Linked DNA regions of Podarcis muralis: region 2 is linked to region 1. Evidence: chromatin contacts called from public Hi-C data. All regions are on one chromosome and are shown on one strand. The core of a region is the stretch at or near the end of the contact, and the rest is flanking DNA. Distances in the headings are between cores, read along the strand shown. Region 1 holds the start of LOC114581594. Region 2 holds the start of CBX1 (chromobox 1).

Region 1 (4,919 bases), core at 916-3,415:
TGCCTTACAGTGAGTCGGACCATAGGTCCATCAAGCTCAATATTGTCTCCACACAGTGACAGACAGCAACTGTGCAGGATTTCAGGCAGGGGAGTTCTCTCCCAGTCTTACCTGGAGAAGCCACTGGAGCAGGCATAGGCAAACTCCGGCCCTCCAGATGTTTGGGACCACAATACCCATCATCCCTGACCACTGGTCCTGTTAGCTAGAAATGATGGGAATTGTAGTCCCAAACATCTGGAGGGCCGGAGTTTGCCTATGCCTGCACTGGAGATTGAACCTGCGACCTTCTGCATGCAAAGCACGTGCTCTACCCCTGAGCTACGGCCGCAGTGGGTCAGTGTGTCTGGCTGTTGACCAAAAGTTTGGTGGTTCGAGCCCACCCAGCGATGGCTGTGGGCAGGATTCCTGCATTGGATTAGATGACCCTCAGGATCCCTTCCAACTCTCCAGTGGTACCTCGGGTTACAGATGCTTCAGGTTACAGACTCTGCTAACCCAGAAATAGTACCTCGGGTTAAGAACTTTGCTTCAGGATGAGAACAGAAATTGTGCAGTGGTGGCGCGGCGGCAGCGGGAGGCCCCTCAGGTTAAGAACAGTTCCAGGTTAAGAACGGACCTCCAGAATGAATTAAGTTCTTAACCCAAGGTACCACTGTATATATCCATGTACAGAGATTCCTCCGAATTTCGGAACTCCCATCCCCTCCATGGAGTCCCATTTAAAACATTTAATACTACATATTCTTCAACCTGCTGCCCTCCAGATGTTTTGGCCTACAACTCCCATGATCCCTAGCTAACAGGACCAGTGGTCAGGGATGATGTGAATTGTAGTCCAAAACATCTGGAGGGCCGAAGGTTGGGGATGCCTGTTCTGTATCAATCCATATTATCCATTGTAATTGTTACGCTACAAGTGAAATCGAAATCCTGCTAATGTTTTCATCTGCTTACAGTGGTCTCCTAAATAACTTAAACCCCCCCCCCCGTTCTTTTGTAAAGTTTTTGTCCTCTTGGTTTCTGGTTCTTAACCCGAGGTACCACTGTGCAATTCTATGATTCCCTGAGAGTCAGAACCTGCCTCTTTGTCTGGTCCAGAAGGGATGAGCGAGTAAACGATGATGATGGCAAGGAGCAGCAGCAGCCACTGCCTGCTTGCTCATTGGCTCTGCCTTGCTAGCAAGCAGGAGCTAGGATGAAGCAGCAATGTTGTTGTTTAGTTGTTTAGTTGTGTCCGACTCTTCGTGACCCCCTGGACCAGAGCATGCCAGGCACTCCTGTCTTCCACTGCCCCCAGCAGTTTGGTCAAACTGATGTTGGTAGCTTCGAGAACACTGCCCAACCATCTCGTCCTCTGTCGTCACCTTCTTGTGCCCTCAATCTTTCCCAACATCAGGGTCTTTTCCAAGGAGTCTTCTCTTCTCATGTGGTGGCCAAAGTATTGGAGCCTCAGCTTCAGGATCTGTCCTTCCAGTGAGCACTCAGGGCTGATTTCCTTAAGAATGGATAGGTTTGATCTTCTTGCCGTCCATGGGACTCTCAAGAGTCTCCTCCAGCACCATAATTCAAAAGCATCAATTTTTCGGCAATCAGCCTTCTTTATGGTCCAGCTCTCACTTCCATACATCACTACTGGGAAAACCATAGCTTTAACTATACGGACCTTTGTTAGCAAGGTGATGTATCTGCTTTTTAAGATGCTGTCTAGGTTTGTCATTGCTTTTCTCCCAAGAAGCAGGCGTCTTTTAATTTCGTGACTGCTGTCACCATCTGCAGTGATCACAGAACCCAAGAAAGTAAAATCTCTCACTGCCTCCATCCCCCCCCCCGCAATAATCTGGTTCTAATGCTATTTCAATTTCCAGTTTATGATTCATTTATTTTATGACTGGGAAAGCTGTCTTTCCTTCAAACAACCACAGGATTCCCGTCCACCTCCGTCGCCGCCTACTGTCAGCTGCCGGCAGAAGCCTGGTGCTCCGCTGCCTCGCCCCGCAAAAGAACTGACCATCTCTCAGGCCCCTCTAGGTAATGAACTTTCCAAATCGGCCCGGAAGCTGGGCGGCGCGTCACTAGTCTACCTTCTGAAAAGTCTATAGGGAAGGCGAGAAGGCGCCTCCCCTCGGCAGCCAATGGGAAGGCGGCGGAAGGCGGCCCAATGAGGAGGCAGAAGGAAAGAGCTCCGCGGCCAGTAGGAGAAGGGCAGGAGGAGGCGCGGAGAGCCGAGCGTGACGTCCGGGGGACGCTGCGCCAAGCTTGTAAACAGACCCTATGGAGGTTCTGTTAAAGGTACAGGGTCTCTTCTGTCTTTGGGGTGGGAAGGCAGAAGCCGGCAGTTGGGGTGAGAAGGGGCTGCTCAGGGAAGCTCGTGGGGCCTCGACGCAGTGCTGCTTCTAGAAATGAGAGGTGTAGTCTGCAAATGCCCAGTGGCACTATTTTTTTTTGCACGGTCTACTCAATATCTTCCAGGTATCAACCACCCTGCGTTAGAAAACAGGTCCCAGCGCTGTGATTTTGAAAGAAACGGAATAGTACCTTCGGGTATAGGGCGGCATATAAAGTCAATAATTAATAATAATAATAATACTTCACTTCTTGCAATTGATTAATTTATTGAATTCTAAAATTGTGTGTGTGCATTCACCAGCTCGGGTACAATTTTAGACATGTATATTATATATAATTGCATACAAAATGCAGTAAAAAAACAAAAACTCTAGTGGTTTAAGCAGTGGTTCCCAACCTTTTTTTGTCTATGCCTCATCTAAGCATCTCTAAAATCCTGATTACCCCCCCCCCCCGTGACATAAAATTCTTATAATTCAAAAAGTGAACTCCTATTCATGTGGAGGAAGCCTAAAAGACAATTAACTGTTAATAACTCATTCTCGAATTGCTCTCCTGTGGGGCGTGTGCCCCACATTGGGAACCACGGGGTTAGAATGTTGGACAAGAACCAGGGAAATCTTAGTGTGGCATCAGAAAGAGTGTCCCAGACCTCAAAGCCCTAAGGCCTAGCTGAAGGATGGCAAGGAAGAGGAAGAGGAGGAGGGGAGGGGAACAAGAAGGCAAAAAAGAAAAGGGGATCTATGAGTGTGGGGGGGGGGGGGGAGAAGTGGAAGCAAGGTATGGTAAAACAATATATGAATAATGGGGAAGGATAGGGAAGTCCTGTACTGCAAACCCTTTTTCTTCCACCACACCATACACTTGAAGTGCATTACTTCCACCAAAGAATTATGGGAAGTATCAAAATTCAAGTCCACAATGTTCATAGCAGCCCCAAAATTTTGTAAGTTACTGCGAGACATCTTTGTATTTCATCATTGTCTTTGTTTGCATAAATGAACAATAAAACCTGATGGACTATATTAACAGATATTATTATTATTATTATTATTATTATTATTATCATCATACTTTAGATTCTCCTTGTCTCCTCTACAAGATGAGGAGTGGATTGTTTTGTATTATTAAAATTATATTAATAATTTTTTTTAAAAAATGTAGAAACTTTGGTGTGTTATGGGTGCTGGGAACTGTAGCTCTGTGAGGGGGTAAACTACAGTTCCCAGGAATCTTTGGTTGAAATAATATGTTTAAAATGGATGGTATATATGTAGCCTTAAACTCAGACTCGTGGGAGAAGGCTTTTGGTGACCAGGGCGGGCACCCTTGAAGAAGCTTTGAAACACTTCATTCTGGATTTATTTACATGCTCCCATGTCTTCGCTGACAACAAATTCTATCAAACTCTGGCTCAAACTAAGGGTTGGTCTTGACAGTTTCTGATGCAGGTGCTGGCCTCTTCAAAGATGGGGACCAATAGCTGAAGGTGTACAGACCCAACAAGCTCCTAATCCTAGACTGTGCAGCAACGTATGGATGATAATCTTCAGGAGGAAGCAAGAATGAAAGGCAACACTCTGGAGAGTTCCACTTTTCATCAGCCCCACAGGCTGACCTCTCAGCGACGAGTGGCTGAAGAATGTGTCAGGTATGGAGAAAGTCCAGGCACAATACTGTCACCAGGTATTTTCTAGTGGGATGTGCTTGTAAAGGGCCATTGGAAGAATGAAAAATGACATTCCAGTGGTAATGTTGAGTTGCAGTAGGAATTCATATTGCAAAAATGACAGGATGGGGGGGGGGGAGTTGTAGGAGAGCCATGCAGCATAGAAGGTGGGGTACAATTTAGGCGAGATAACAAGACTTTGAGCAGTTTGGAGGGATAGTGTCCTCACTAGCAAGTGTTGCGTTTTTGTTTATTTTAATGCCAGCATTTACACTTAATCTTTAGGAACTAAATTGGGACCATGCAGGTTACTAATGAGTTCAAATGGGCCGTCTGAAATTAAGGAACACTCAGGGACTCAAGTCTCTGTTTTAGAAAAGACACTATTTTCCCCTGTGTCAAGATTTCCTTTGCAATGAGCGCTAGTCACTTTCAATCAATCAATCAATCAATCAATCAATCAAAATGTTTATTCGGCTTTACGCCCATCATGAAACACAACACAACAAAACAAATCAAAACAAATCAAATCAAATAAAACAGCGGACTCGTACAAGCCACAAGTAGTATAACACAGTTCTCAACCCACAAGGACAGATATTAGCCATTCATAAGAAAAGTTTAAGATTAAGATTAAAAAAATTTAGGCACTACACTAAAATCACTTTCATGTTACTGTTTTTAATGAAAAGAAAGGGTTTGTTTTTTTTTTTTTTGTTTTTTTTTTTGCAAGAACGGACAGGGAAGATTCTGGGGAACCTAAAAGCGGCACAGCCGATTCCTAAGAGAGAGTTATTCTGTGGTAGTTGCTTCTAGGCTTTTCCAGATCCTTTTCTCTTGAAACTTCCTCCTCCTTTTTGTCTGCTTCCAGCACCCAACCACTAAGGAGCGCTGGAAAAGC
Region 2 (4,843 bases), core at 198-2,697, 200 kb before region 1:
GTCCTTTAAACTTTTCAGGCATTAAAAGAAACCTGCCCTGTGTCAATGAAATACTGTACATGCTTCACATACTGCAGAATGGGGGTGGCTTACCTTGCAAGCTAAATCCTGCACTCAGTTGTAACACAAGCTTTGTGTTTCATTGGCTTGCATGCAACTAAGCTGCGCTTGTTAAAAGCTGCAATTCTGTAACCACTTTCTTTTTTTCTTCAGTTTTTTTTATTGATTTTAACAGATATAACATATAAAACATACAAAAGAAAGAACATTACAATACTAAAAGAAAAAAGAAAACAAAAATAAAAACACATATTCCTTCTGAAGTTCATTTTAAATTCCATTATTAACTGACTTCCTCAAATCCCCCCTAACTGAATTTCATTGTATCACCTTGTAACAGTTCTCCAAAATCATCTTTCTACTACAATTTACTCCTTCAGTTTACTATCTTCATCTCTTTTCTTATTGACTTAAATCCATATTACTATACAACATTCTTATTCTAATCCTAGGCCTATTTGATACTTTCAAGTACCTTCTAATTATCTTATATTACAGTATTTAGCTAAATAATCTTTAAATTTATTCTAATCTTCTTGATGCTCCTCTTCTTTCTGATCACGGATTCTTCCAGTCAGGTCGGCCAGCTCCAAAACTCCAACATCTTCATCTGCCATTCTTCTACCGTTGGTATTTCTTGAGATTTCCAATTTTTGGCTAACAGTCTTGCCGCTGTAGTGGCATACAAAAATAGTCTAACATCTTTTTTGGGCAATTCCAATCCTATTATTCCAAGTAAAAAGGCTTCTGGTTTCTTAACAAATGTATTTTTCAACATTTTTTTCAACTCATTATAAATCTTTTCCCAGAAGTCCACCACATATGATAAAAAGTACCTTCTTTTTCTTTACACTTCCAGCATAAATTATCATTTGTATGATAAATCTTTGCTAATTCTACCGGGGTTAAGTACCACCTATACATCATTTTCATGTTTTCTTTCAATACCGGGCATGCAGTAAACTTAACCCCTTTCTTCCACATCCTTTCCCAGTCTTCCATCATTATATGTAACCACTTTCTTGAGAGTAAGCCTCATTGAACTCAGTGGGTCTAACTTCTGAGTAGAAGACGCATATAGGGTTCTGCTTGGAACCTCTTTCAAAAAACCACATGATTAGAAAAGAAAAGAGGAAGCTTTTGTTTTCGCGGCGTGTGAGTGTATGTTTGTGTTTGTGCAGGCTGCTTTGCTGTCCATCGCGGCTGTGCTGCGCTCTCAATGGCTACTTGCGTGAAAAGACTCGCAAGTACGCGACGTACGCGAGTCTATTTGCTATGTCTACGGGTAGAGGAAGGAAAAAGACAACATCCGGTCCCAAAATGCCGTGGGCGAGAGGAGGTCTTGGAGGGAATTAGAAAGAGGGGCGTAGGAGGAGAAGCAGGAGCATGCGCAGTGCGTCTCGGCGGGCCGAAGGGGTTGCAGCGCTCTTTTGTTTGGCGGAGGTGGAGCGAACGCGGGAGGCCCGTTGTCCAACCGTCGCTCTGTTCTGCTTTGAAACGAGACCGGCTCGCTCCGTGCGCCGCTCGCGCCGTCCTTCTCTCTCCCGCCCGCTTGTTTTTATTTCCCCTCGTGCGTTGTTGGCGGGGCTGAAGAAGGTAAAACTGGGGGCGCGCTCAGGGGGCCAACATCGCGCGCGCGGGCTGGACGGCCATATTGGGGGGTGCTGAGGGAGGGAGGGAATATTCCTGGGTGAGCGGGGGCTCCTCTTGGGAAGAGAGGTACAGTATTTATAAATGGGGGGCAGGCTTTTCTGGGCAGAAAGGAAATAGGCACAGTGCTTTCTGAGGCGAAATGCGTGAGTTGGGAGTGGAGATGGCTATGGCTCTTCCTAAGTGCGCCTGTGGGTGTGGGGTCCGAAAAGTGGGGTGTCTGTGGGGGGGGGGGAGGGAAGCGCATAATGTGTAGGGGAGCCATTTCAAAAGGGGGAGACGTGAAGTGGGCAGAGCAGATGGAGGGGTGCAATGGGAGGGGGACCCACAAAATGAATCCCCGTGTACCTAAGGTGCGGCATTTGCTGGGGAGCGTGGTTTCCTGTGGGAACGGGGAAATCGAGAAGGCGTTGGTAGTAAATAACGGTCGGGGGGGAGGGGGCGTTAATGAACGCGTACAGGAATGTGGAGAACGGTTTCCTAAAAGAAGCTGTAGCGGTATCAGAAATAGGGATGTCCAAATGCAAGGGCCGGTGGAGGGAGCCTGTGTGTGCGCGCCCGCGCATTTTTAATAGGTGTTCGAGGAAGCTGCTCCAAAGATGACGATGGGGGTGATGTGTGGAAGAATGGATGTAAAAAATACTAAGGAGGGGATGGTTGCAGAAAGAAGTGTGGGTATAGGTCCGTCCGTCCTTCCCCGCCCCCGAAAGTGGGAGGAAATATGCAGAAAAGGGATAATAGGGGTGGGTTTACGTGGAGCTGAGAGGGCTAGTTAAGAGGATTTTCCTCTGTTAGACAGTTAATAAGGGGAGATGAAATGGTAGGATATTGGGGGGGGGGGAATAATTCTTCGAGAAACTAACTATGAAAGTAAAGCTGTAGCGACTTTTTCCAAAGAAGGGGATCATCTGCCCAAGGTGGTAGTGCTTGTGAAGTTGGTCACTCCTTTAGTGTAACAAGAACATTGACTGGGGTGCTGGGATTGAGGCTGTGAATAGAGACAGAAGTGTTTCAGAGTCTGTATTGGAGTGTATCTGGGCTAAAATGAGGGGGAAACATAAATGGATTGTATACAGATTATGTAACGACTAATATGGGTAGGAAGGGTGAAATTAAAATTTTAAGGTAGGTAGGTGTGGGTTTTTATAAATTTGCACCTCCAAACCAGCATAACCATAGTGCAGTATTGGAGGAAGGAAAATGGGACCATACAGCTAGGCAGTCTGTATGTAGTGGTGATTGGATAGAAGAAGATAAGAGTAGTGGTGAGGGTGTTAATTGACTTGGAAAACAGCCAAAATGATCACTGTTGATTTGAAGAGCGCTAATAGATAACCAAGTCGTGTGGGTGAACAGGTTTAATATTTAAAAGATAAAAAGAACTGGGGTGTACTGCAGGGAGATATGTGAATTTTAGTCCACGTGGATCTGTTTGTTAGAGTGAAAGGACCTCATAATGGGGTGCTATTTCACATGTATCTAGGCAATGGTATTGTATGATGGCTCACATTGGCAAATAGTGTTGCATTTGATGAGAGAGATGTATCTATTACATTTATGCCCCATGTTTCTTCCAAGGAGCTCAGGGTTTCCCCCTTTTCCCCCCCTCCCTGTGGTAGGTTAGACTGAGAGGTATTAACTAGCTTAAGATCACATTGTGAGACTTATGACTGTGTAGAAATGAACTTAGATTTCCCTAGTCCCATATCCAGCACTTTATTCCCTATGCCACCCTGACGTATGTTCAAGACATAAGCAGGTAGACCCAATGACTTTTATTAAAAGGCTGTCATGGGTAGTAATAAAAATAATAAGGGCCCTGTGAGATCAGCCTAAAGCCTACCTAGCCCAGTTCCCTTTTCCCACAGTTAAGTAGCTTAACTCAATATATGTGGGAAGCCAAGAAACACAACATAAGCGCAATAGCTCTCTCCTGTTGCTTTTTGCCAGCAACTGGTATTAAGAGACAAGCAGTATATAAAGCCTTGCTCAGTTCTTACTTATTTTGCAACTGCTGATAGTAAGTTCTTTCTTTCTTTCTTTCTTTCTTTCTTTCTTTCTTTCTTTCTTTCTTTCTTTTTCTTTCTTCATATTCCTAAAGTGGCTTACAGTGAAAAATAAAATATAAACCTAAAGTACAAATATCACAACCTTATAAAACACTGTATCACAACCACTAAGTGGAGGATTAAAGGCTGTAGATGTGGGTGGTCCAACTTTTCATACCAAGTGGGCCGCAAGAGTACTTCAACATAGAACCCTGGGCTGGGTGGGGAAGCAAGGCCCAAAATTGATGCCCCTGCCCCAGCCATCATGCTGCCTTCCCAAAGTCAGATAAGCGAGGCTCTGGCAGGGTCCAAGAGCCCTCATGCCTCCTTCCCAAAGCCCAGCACCTAGGTTTTGGGAAAGCAGCTCATGTGCTGCCGGCGGGGGGGGGGGGGTCAAATGTTGCTGAGAGCCACCCAAAAAGGCCTCAAGGGCCATGTGTTGGACCTCCCTGCTCTAGACATTTCCCTTGATTGAAAAGTATATTTTTTGCTAGCCAGATATATCAGAATTTCCCCACTTTCCTTGCTTAAGGTAAACATGATCTCTTAAAACTAAGTGTCTGATCCTCTTACGCAAGGCTCCTTTTCTTTGTGACGAACAAACTAAATGAAGTTATTTTTCATTCATCATACATCGCAATAGTTCATTTATTTTACAGCTTTGATACCACAGGTGTCATGCATTCATCCATTGGGGTGTTTTACTATTAAATAGCTAGTAACTACTTTATCTTCAGTTTTCCCAGTCAGACTAATTGGACTACCCCATCAAACAACATGGGAATAGCACATAGGAGGATGTTTAGGGATGTTTATAGCTACAATGCTAGAAAGGTGTTTTTAATGGAAAATACTAGAAAAGCCATTTTGAAGGTAGAAAAGTGATTAGTGTAGAAGCAGTGGACCTATGCATAGATGAGTTTCAAAAGCATATAAACTTCAGGCCTCCTAGGTTGCATTTTTCACTTGCTACTTGAGTCATACCCTTCTCAAGTGTGTTTGCAAGGCTGACTGGATGACAGAGGAGTATATGTAGGAACTAGTGTACTGTATAGGTAAAGGCAAACTTTGCATCAATAGTTCTG

What was found. A called contact is a pair of places that touch in the nucleus more often than the background predicts.
Region 2: a Hi-C map of blood shows a contact between it and region 1, with 3 times the contacts expected there. The contact joins the promoter of CBX1 here to the promoter of LOC114581594 in region 1. A contact is called at or near these places in 2 of 3 Hi-C or Micro-C datasets (blood and tail).

The regions. Positions count from the first base shown.
Region 1 is chr13:33,103,952-33,108,870 of rPodMur119.hap1.1, reverse strand. LOC114581594 reads left to right here and starts at 2,165. Exons shown (of 7, transcript XM_028701915.2): 1 at 2,165-2,292; 2 at 3,789-4,000; 3 at 4,890-4,919. The coding sequence starts at 3,885.
Region 2 is chr13:33,301,386-33,306,228 of rPodMur119.hap1.1, reverse strand. It overlaps CBX1 (chromobox 1), which reads left to right and starts at 1,447. Exons shown (of 5, transcript XM_028702703.2): 1 at 1,447-1,656.